Linked DNA regions of Mus musculus: regions 1 and 3 are each linked to region 2. Evidence: chromatin contacts called from public HiChIP or PLAC-seq and capture Hi-C data. All regions are on one chromosome and are shown on one strand. The core of a region is the stretch at or near the end of the contact, and the rest is flanking DNA. Distances in the headings are between cores, read along the strand shown. Region 1 holds the start of Gucy1b1 (guanylate cyclase 1, soluble, beta 1). Region 2 holds the start of Gask1b (golgi associated kinase 1B). Region 3 holds the start of Ctso (cathepsin O).

Region 1 (2,700 bases), core at 168-2,667, 2.2 Mb before region 2:
TCCACCTTGGAGAACCAATGAGTTTTGGGACTATGGATGAGTGCATACTTACAGAAGGGACAGCTTGAAAGTAAGAAAGAGGAGAGAGAGAGAGAGAGAGAGAGAGAGAGAGAGAGAGAGAGAGAGAGGAAGGAAGAGAGAAAGAGAGAGAGGGGGAGGAAGGAAGGAAGAGAGAAAGAAAGAAAGAAAGAAAGAAAGAAAGAAAGAAAGAAAGAAAGAAAGAAAGAGGGAAGGAGAAAGGGAAGGAGGGAAGGAGGGAGGGAGGGAGAAAGACATACTGGAGAGGGATGAAATGTTCACACATTTGTAATGGGCCCTTGGATGGATGGATGGATGGATGGATGGATGGGTGGGTGGGTGGGTGGACTGATGGACAGACAGACAAACAGACAAAACAGAAATACAAGACAAATCTAAAACTTCTGGAATTCTAACTCCTGGGTTGTAATATGGCCTGTCCTGTAAAGTTCACAGACAAGATGGCTTAACGTTTTGCTCACAATTATGTTTGCACATGAAGTATCTATCCTCCAAGAAGATACATGAAGTATCTATCCTCCGAGAAGGTACTTGAGAGCATATTCCCCAGCTGGGAAATACCAGTTTGGAAACTTCTGGAAGCCTTTTTGGAGTTTGTAAGTAGACCACTGTGGGTGTCCTTGGGAACTGTAAGCCTCTACTGGGCCCACCTGTGTGTCTCTGTAATGAACTAAACAGCCTCGGCCATTCTCTCAGCCACCATGGAGTTGGGCTGTTCCACACGCCCCAAAGCAACGGAGACAAAAAAAAAAGCGAAAACAAAAACAAAAAACGATGGATCTCTAAAAACCACAGGCAAAAACATGAATTCTGCTGGTTAATGTCAGGTATTTTGTCTCAATGGCAAAAAGTCTAATGCAGTTGCTAAACCTCTTGTATATTACAAAACATCTTAGTTTGTGCACTTGATTATTAACTTAATTGACTAAAAGTAAAAATGTTAATTTTGTAGGATTAGCTATGTTTGCCAGCTGTTGCTAGGTAAAGCAACAGAGGAAATGTTTATGTGCATAACTACAAAAAACATGACGATGTTAATCAACACTGGGCGCGCGCGCGCGCACACACACACACACACACACACACACACACACACACACACACGCCCAAGCTCTAGGACATTAGAACAGATGTACGAGGATGACAATGACAATACCCCATCCATGCTGGAAGGAGCACAGCTGGTTCTGTTCTATCTGCCTTAAGGCCTCAAAAGAAATGACTTGTCACCAGACTGGGGCGGGAAAATGTTTGAGCACAGTAGCTCTGAGCCCATCTGAATTCCCTCCTCTGTCACTGATTGGCTAAGATATGGGAAGAAACAGCGCCCAGCCTCCTGCGGCTCCACTCGTCATTGGCTGAGAAGAGGTGGCAATCAGAGTTGGCCGAGACTGATGCCCTAGCTTCAGCTCTGTGCTGGTCTGGGAGCACTGTCGCCGCTGTAGTCGCTGTCTGGGTCCCTTCCGCGGTACTCTTGCCTGGAAGCTGCTTCCTAGGCTCCGGGCGCGGACACCATGGTGAGTGCTGTCAGGATGGTCAGCGGAACATCACACCTGAGCGGGTGGACCTTGACTGGCTAGAGAGCTGGCTGAGATGCAGAAACAAGCCCCAGGGCACACAGAGCGGAGGGCCGCGAGGAACAGCGCTTTTGGTGGGAGGTGGGGACATATGATCTGCTGGAGTGCTCCGAGTCTCTGGGTCTGGTTGGGTCCCCACCACTCAACCCCAGCCTCCAACTTCTGGGGATTCTGGGTTCCACGGGCAGGGTGGTGTGGGAAGCTCAGGGCTCAGGTTCCTGAGCTACCCCTGTTGCACCACGGTGACAGGTGAGCAGGGGTAAGAAGATGGGGGAGGGGAAAGGGACGACGAGAATTCAAAGATCCCGCAGAGTCCCCCCTTTTAGAATAGGGTACCCGAAAGCTTATCCTGAAGGCGAATGACAGGTCAGAGGCACCGGGTGGAAGACCGGGTTGCAAGGCGCGGGTCCTTGACCACGGTCTCTCTCTCTGCCCTTCAGTACGGTTTCGTGAACCATGCCCTGGAGCTGCTGGTGATCCGCAATTATGGTCCCGAGGTGTGGGAAGACATCAAGTAAGTGAACAGCCCCGCTCCCAGGGCCGCGCGTTGGCACCGAGCCCGCGCCCGCCCGCTTCCCTGGCTGCTCCCAGCAGGGTCGTGGTGCGCATCCTCCGGTCTCCTCTCCCACGCTCCGAAGCCGGGACCAGGAGAGGAGGGTAGGCCGGGGCGTGGCCGCGTGATCAAGCCCCTTGGGGTCGCTGCGGCCTCTTCACCCGGACTGAGCGTGGGAACACCCAGACAGGCAGAGCACTGTGACTCCCAGGCCAGGTTCAGAGGGTTGGCTAGCTCCCATGCAAGGGGACCTGGGGGCTTCCTGGGCCTCTGCAAGGTCTTAGGATCAGAGGCAGGAAATGAACAGAAGATTCGCTTTCTTTTGCGATTTGCACACCAGGAACACGTAATATGGTTAAATCATTTGGTTATGGTATAGTACACTCAAAGATTATTTCTCCAGTAAGTCATGAGAAACCGATATGTAATAAAGGGACATTTTCCCTTTAACTTGCCCAAATCACCCTTGCTTTGCTGTGTTTTCTTCTGGCAACCCTAGCAGGGCATCCTAGTTTCTGTAGAGCTTTGAGT
Region 2 (2,700 bases), core at 96-2,595:
CGTATGGAAAAATGACGCTACTGCTGCTGCTGCTGTCCAAATGGGAAACATGGGTGGGGAAAATAATTCAGAGAGAGTGGGGGAAAGGAGAAAACGATCCCAAATCCCCAGCAGCTGCAAATAAGAAGCAAGTGAATCTGTTACCTTGGATGAACTCTAATTTCCTGCTCACAGATGGCAGGGTCCTGTTGAGACCCAGGATCCTGTCCAGGTGGAAGGCGAACACTTCACTCATGTCCAGCGGCTGCTTGAGAAGCCCACAGGGGCTAGGCCCGCAGCCAGGCACAGAGCCTGAGGTGCTCCCTTCCAACACCAGCAAGCGGGTACCACTCTTAGAGATAGGTAGGATGCTAGCCACCTCACTATCAGCCAGGAGGCGCATTCTGCGGATGTCTTCTTTGCTCAGCCATGAGGGGGCGCTCTCGCTATAAATCCTAATGTTGCTCTCTCGGGCCCTAGGCTGCTGCAAGTTTGAACCTCTAGTTCTGACTCCAGGACCACGCAGCACCCTCCAGGGTCGTTCACCAACCTTGGTTAGGTAACCCTGAACATAGCCAGGTACTTCAGCATCTGCTGCCCGTGCAGCTTCCTGCTGTATAAGGGATGGTCTAACCAGCACCTCCTGATCAGGGGCTGCAGATGCCACCGCATACTTCTTCCTGCGCTTGGGTTTCACCGTGCCACGGATATTCGCAGGCTTGCTGCGCTTGGAGCGTAGAGTAATGTACACCACGTTGGGCTGCAAAGTGCTTCCATTGCCCTGCAACTCTGGAGGGGCCAGGGTACCATCCAGGGGAATCTCAGAGAAGGGTACCTTGAAGATGTCGTGACCGTTGGGTGGTCCCCTGTCAGTCGCCTGCCCATGCTGAAAGGAACCTCTGCCCACCTGGCTCACCAGAAAGCCCAGGTAGATGGCACAGGCAGTGCCCAGCAGGAGGTTCCGTCTGGTCCTGGGACGCCGACTACTCCAAAGTTTACACACTCGTGGGGCGCACAGAGAGCAGACAAACCAGTTTACGAGCTGCCCCGGCTTGTCTGGACAGGTCATTTCTCTGCCGCTTCCACATGCTGAACTGAGTTTAAAGTCTGCAGCTGGCTCCGGGTGACATGATTCATGGCTTCCTGAATCCAGCCGTCCAGTCCGCTTCGCTATCTAAGTGGTCTCCAACAGGCAGAGAGGTAAAAGAGAAGGGTCGCTGCTGCGGGTTCTGGGAACGCTTTGTGAACTGGCCACCGCAAGCCTTTTAAACTCCTATCAGCCTTTCCCAGGAGAAAGGAGGGCTGACTCTGGGAATGAATGGAAACAAGAGTTGACTGAATCACTAACTCAACCCATTTCAGTTCCTCTACAAGAGGAAAGAGGCGAGTAACCCTTTCCTTCCACAAATTCTACCAAGTTTGGTGTAAAGTTTAAAATGCGGAAGCAAGATAGGTGTGTGAGTCTGATTTTACTTTAAAGTAATGAAGACAAGCTGCAAAGAGCGTTTGCTAGCTCACAGTTAAAGCCACTACATCTGAGAAGCAAAACTCTTAAAAGTCATCAACCAGGATCCCCTGCAGACCCCCTTTTTGTGATTCAGAAATAAGAAAAGAAATAAATACTTTTTAAGATTTTTATAGACACCCTAACTTTTGTAAGATATATATTACAAAAATATCAAGTAGTGAGTTCATATTTAAACATATTCTCTTAACTAATGTTCCACATTGTTTTCACAATATATTCCATATCTAAAATTGTTATTTAACTACCCCTTGATGTTTATATAGCTTGAAAAGGGTGAGTTCTCTCTCTCTCTCTCTCTCTCTCTCTCTCTCTCTCTCTCTCTCTCACACACACACACACACACACACACACACACACACACAACTTTTTATTCCTTTTCTTTCCACTAAAGAGAGCAAAAATGAAAGAAAAGAATATCTAGGTTTTTTGGTGGGTTTTTTTTTGTTGTTTTTTTTTTTGTTGTTGTTTTTTTTGCCTTTTTCTTCACATTTTTAAATAGAGGGAAAAAGTTGTTTAAGAAGAAAAACAAAACTTTACTTACACAGCTGGCCCCACGCTTAGCTCCAGGAAGAATGGAATTCCTGACTCTAATGCACAGAACTTTGAAAGGCTGAGGCACGTAAGGAGAACATATTTCATGGCCAAGGGTGTTCCACCTTTCAAACATCTCGGCTCAGCCTTAAAAGCTGCCGCCTTCTAACAGCGGAGCAAAATGATTTGTAAACTGGCTGCTGCGCCGTTTTCAGACACGTGAGGTTCTTTTTAAAGATGACTAAAAAAATAAAAAATAAAATTTAATTTTGAATTTCTCCAAACACAGCTCAGACCCAGTTTTCATTCAAACAACTTTCTGCTCCTTTCAGCCCCTGGGAGCCCCCTAGTGTCTCATTTGCTAAGCGACACAGAAATGGCAGCCTTGGGAAGCTGAAGTGATCTGAAGTGTTTTGCTGGAGTTGGCGGAGACCCTGTTGCCAAATAAATACCTTAGAAAAATGAGGAGTGCCCACTGACCCCTGCCTGACCCCACGGAGTTGGGAAGGGGAAACTGGACGCCAGAGTCCAGGGCCTGCAACTTACCTTACATCTGGGCTGTTTGCAGACTAACTCTTGTCTCCCACCAGTTCTCGATGGGGGTAAAACGGCCAGGAAAGGTAGACAAAGCTAAGAAGGGGGTCACTGGAAATGAGTAGAGA
Region 3 (2,700 bases), core at 44-2,543, 2.0 Mb before region 2:
GAGCCAAAGTAGACCCTTTTTCACTTTCTTTAAGTTGCTTTTCTTGGCAACCTTGCTTTATTTCAGTAAGGAGAAAAAAAATTATACATTACATTGTTAGCTTTCAATACTCAAGATTAGAAAAAAAAAAACTAGTTGGCCAATAAACACCTTATCAACAACCTGTGACACTGACTACCTCACCCTATTGGAAATCAAGGACAGGTCTCAGTAACACACAGGCCAAGGACACTGAGAAATAGACTGGTAACAAGAAATGAGCTCAAAAGTAACAAAAAGGAGAACTAAAGCACAGCATTTTGATTTGAGTACAACACAAGGGTAGCTGAAGCCAAAGAAGGCCGGACTGAATGAATACTGGAACTTCTCAGGCCAAAGAGGACAAGGAGAACGGGGCAGAGCTATGGGGTTCTATGGAAATTTCAGAAAACATCAGTAAACACTAGTTAAATGGCCTAAGAGCAGCATTCCTGAATTCAGATAGACACTGAGTCGAACAGGTGAGTCCTCCTCTAATAAAATCGTGATGGCATTTTCTTTTTTCTTTTCTTTTTCTTTTTTTTTTTTTCAGATTTAAAAACCTTTCAGAGAGCATTAAGTATAGCAACTGAGGCCAACTGTGAATCTGCATTTCGGTCAGTTCCCCTGGTTACTGGGAAAATCTATCCGTGGTCAGCTAACTTGTCCATTTCAGAATTTTAAGGTTGGAGAGCAATTGAAGGATTATTATGAAAACTTTAAAAAAAGAAATCCGAATTTAAGGCAGTGAAATGTCTCCTGTTCTACATCAGTCTCCACCAAGTCAGAGAGAACTTGATGGTGGTAGACAGTTCCAGGACTGAGAAATCATTAACTTCCAGTTATAGGAGGAGAGAGCCAGTGCCCCCTGCAGGCGGCTTTCTATGCGACAGGTTTGGTGTGGGAAAGGCTTTAGGATTCAGGATACTTCTTCCCCTTAGCTTTGCTTTGGACATCTTTTGGTGCTTTGGGATATAGCACAGAAATCCTTGCCCTGGGGAATCAAACTTTTAGGAGGCAGTTCTACTGGGGAAATGCGCGCTTGGAGCTTGGGTCCCTCCCTAGGAGCCCCGGGGCAGTAGAGGGAGGGAGCTTGGTACCCGCAAGGCGGCGGCCTCCCGCTGGTGGCTCCAAGACCAGGTCCCGGCGACCCCGTGGCGGCCGAGACAGCAGCAACACAGTAGCAAGAGGTTCACCAACTGCGGCTTCATCCCGGTGCCCGAGGTCCACTGTGCCCGGCCCGCTTTCTCTTTCGGTTTCTTGGCTCCGCCCACTGCCTGTGTCCTGTGCACGCCCAGAAGCAGAAAGCTGCTGGGGTCCCAGCTGTTTTGTTTGTTTGGTGCTTCTTGGGATTATTATTGAGCTTTTGTGCTGTTATTGGGCATCTGGGATTTCCCTCTTACTTAATAAGAAAGAGAGCAAAACCTGACTTACACAACAGTATGAAGATACAAACTATTGTGTTTCCTGCTGTCTGAGATTCAGCCCTTCATTTTACTTCCTGCTGTTTAAATTGAATATGTGTTCACTGAGTGTGTGTAAATTGAACTCAGCAGGTTGTATGGGGACGTATAGTGTATGCGAATTTACACACTTCTCTCTATGGATGCGTATAAATACTTGACAAAATTGTTGCTGCACAGAACTGCACAATATCTTGTGGCCATTTCTCCACTTGTAGAAAGCTGCACCCGCTTCCGAAGTTTGTAATGAAATTTAGCTAAGTAATCCTAAACACTTCATTATATGCTGAGCACGTCCTGTGCTTTTCTTTGTTTCACTGTTAAGGTTGCTTTAATTTTTCTTATTATTTTATTATGTTGTTTTCTTCTTGCTTAGCTTACTTCATAATCCATCCACCTCACTTTCTATCCCCAGCTATAATTAACTGACGTAATTTTTAAAAATCTTGTTTCCTTTTACCATGGTGCCGGTATACAGAGTGTAAAAGGAAAAGGGGAACATGTTCAAACCAGTCAATATGTCTGCTCACTCACATCTCAGCTAAAGAGGTTTCCAGTACACTGCCTCAGAGCTCTCCTTTAAGGAGACTGAGTGATTTAAGATCTGAGACCAAATATCACAAATCGCTGGTTACCCTTGGGAGAAGACAGCCAGCTGCTTCTCAGAAGGGCCTATGTACACAAAATGCAAATTATTGTCTTAGAATGAGTCTTTACTCTGTGTTTCTTTTTTACCCCTTCTCTATTGTCCAAAAGCAGATCCTTTGTGGACAAACTGTAACCAGGTTCCCAGAAATCGGAATGTCCTGCATCTTTTGTTTCTTAGCTTCCAACCTGGCGTATATCTGAATAACCATAGTGTTTATTTTCTTGTTCCTTCACTCCCAGGCCTACCTACCCCGACTGCCCTACTTAAAACCCTAACCTTCTCCCCCTCTCCACCCTATTCTTCTAATACTGCCCCCATTGCCTCTGGTGTTCAGTCTGTAGCCTTTTGATCCATAGCACTTTTCTGTAATGCCAGCTTCGTGGGAGCGACAATTTCATTTCTTTAGTCTCTTATGCACCAACAACATATAGTGGGTATTCAATCAGTAAATGTTTGTTGATATAAACTTATTAAATTTAGTCCAAATAAACTTTCTTTTGATCACAGCAGTTATCCTGCATAAATGTTCTAACTCAAAGGATTGTCAAAAGACATAAATTATCATCAGAA

Evidence for each region. HiChIP or PLAC-seq counts read pairs in DNA pulled down with a chosen protein or histone mark. Capture Hi-C pulls out chosen DNA fragments and counts their contacts.
Region 1: an H3K4me3 HiChIP or PLAC-seq map of embryonic forebrain shows a contact between it and region 2, with 14 times the contacts expected there. The contact joins the promoter of Gucy1b1 here to the promoter of Gask1b in region 2. A contact is called at or near these places in 3 of 39 promoter capture datasets (embryonic stem cells, hippocampal neurons and liver), 1 of 115 datasets of contacts at active chromatin or transcription factors (embryonic forebrain) and 1 of 9 other capture datasets (liver).
Region 3: a contact with region 2 is called in a capture Hi-C map of macrophages, with 7 times the contacts expected there. The contact joins the promoter of Ctso here to the promoter of Gask1b in region 2. A contact is called at or near these places in 13 of 39 promoter capture datasets (the 3T3-L1 cell line, 3T3-L1-derived adipocytes, the C10 cell line and 9 more), 3 of 15 datasets of contacts at CTCF or cohesin (large pre-B cells, pro-B cells and stem cell-derived epiblast-like cells), 40 of 484 Hi-C or Micro-C datasets (B cells, the Ba/F3 cell line, the C2C12 cell line and 21 more), 9 of 115 datasets of contacts at active chromatin or transcription factors (Th17 cells, astrocytes, bone marrow-derived macrophages and 6 more) and 4 of 9 other capture datasets (adipose tissue, embryonic stem cells, liver and 1 more).

Annotation. Positions count from the first base shown.
Region 1 is chr3:82,073,428-82,076,127 of GRCm38.p6, reverse strand. Gucy1b1 (guanylate cyclase 1, soluble, beta 1) reads left to right here and starts at 1,417. Exons shown (of 14, transcript NM_017469.4): 1 at 1,417-1,556; 2 at 2,057-2,130. The coding sequence starts at 1,554.
Region 2 is chr3:79,884,575-79,887,274 of GRCm38.p6, reverse strand. Gask1b (golgi associated kinase 1B) reads right to left here and starts at 1,345. Exons shown (of 4, transcript NM_133187.3): 1 at 145-1,345. The coding sequence starts at 1,048. Gm36569 (a long non-coding RNA gene) reads left to right here and starts at 469. Exons shown (of 3, transcript XR_375740.1): 1 at 469-1,179.
Region 3 is chr3:81,931,194-81,933,893 of GRCm38.p6, reverse strand. It overlaps Ctso (cathepsin O), which reads right to left and starts at 1,293. Exons shown (of 8, transcript NM_177662.3): 1 at 1,119-1,293. The coding sequence starts at 1,229.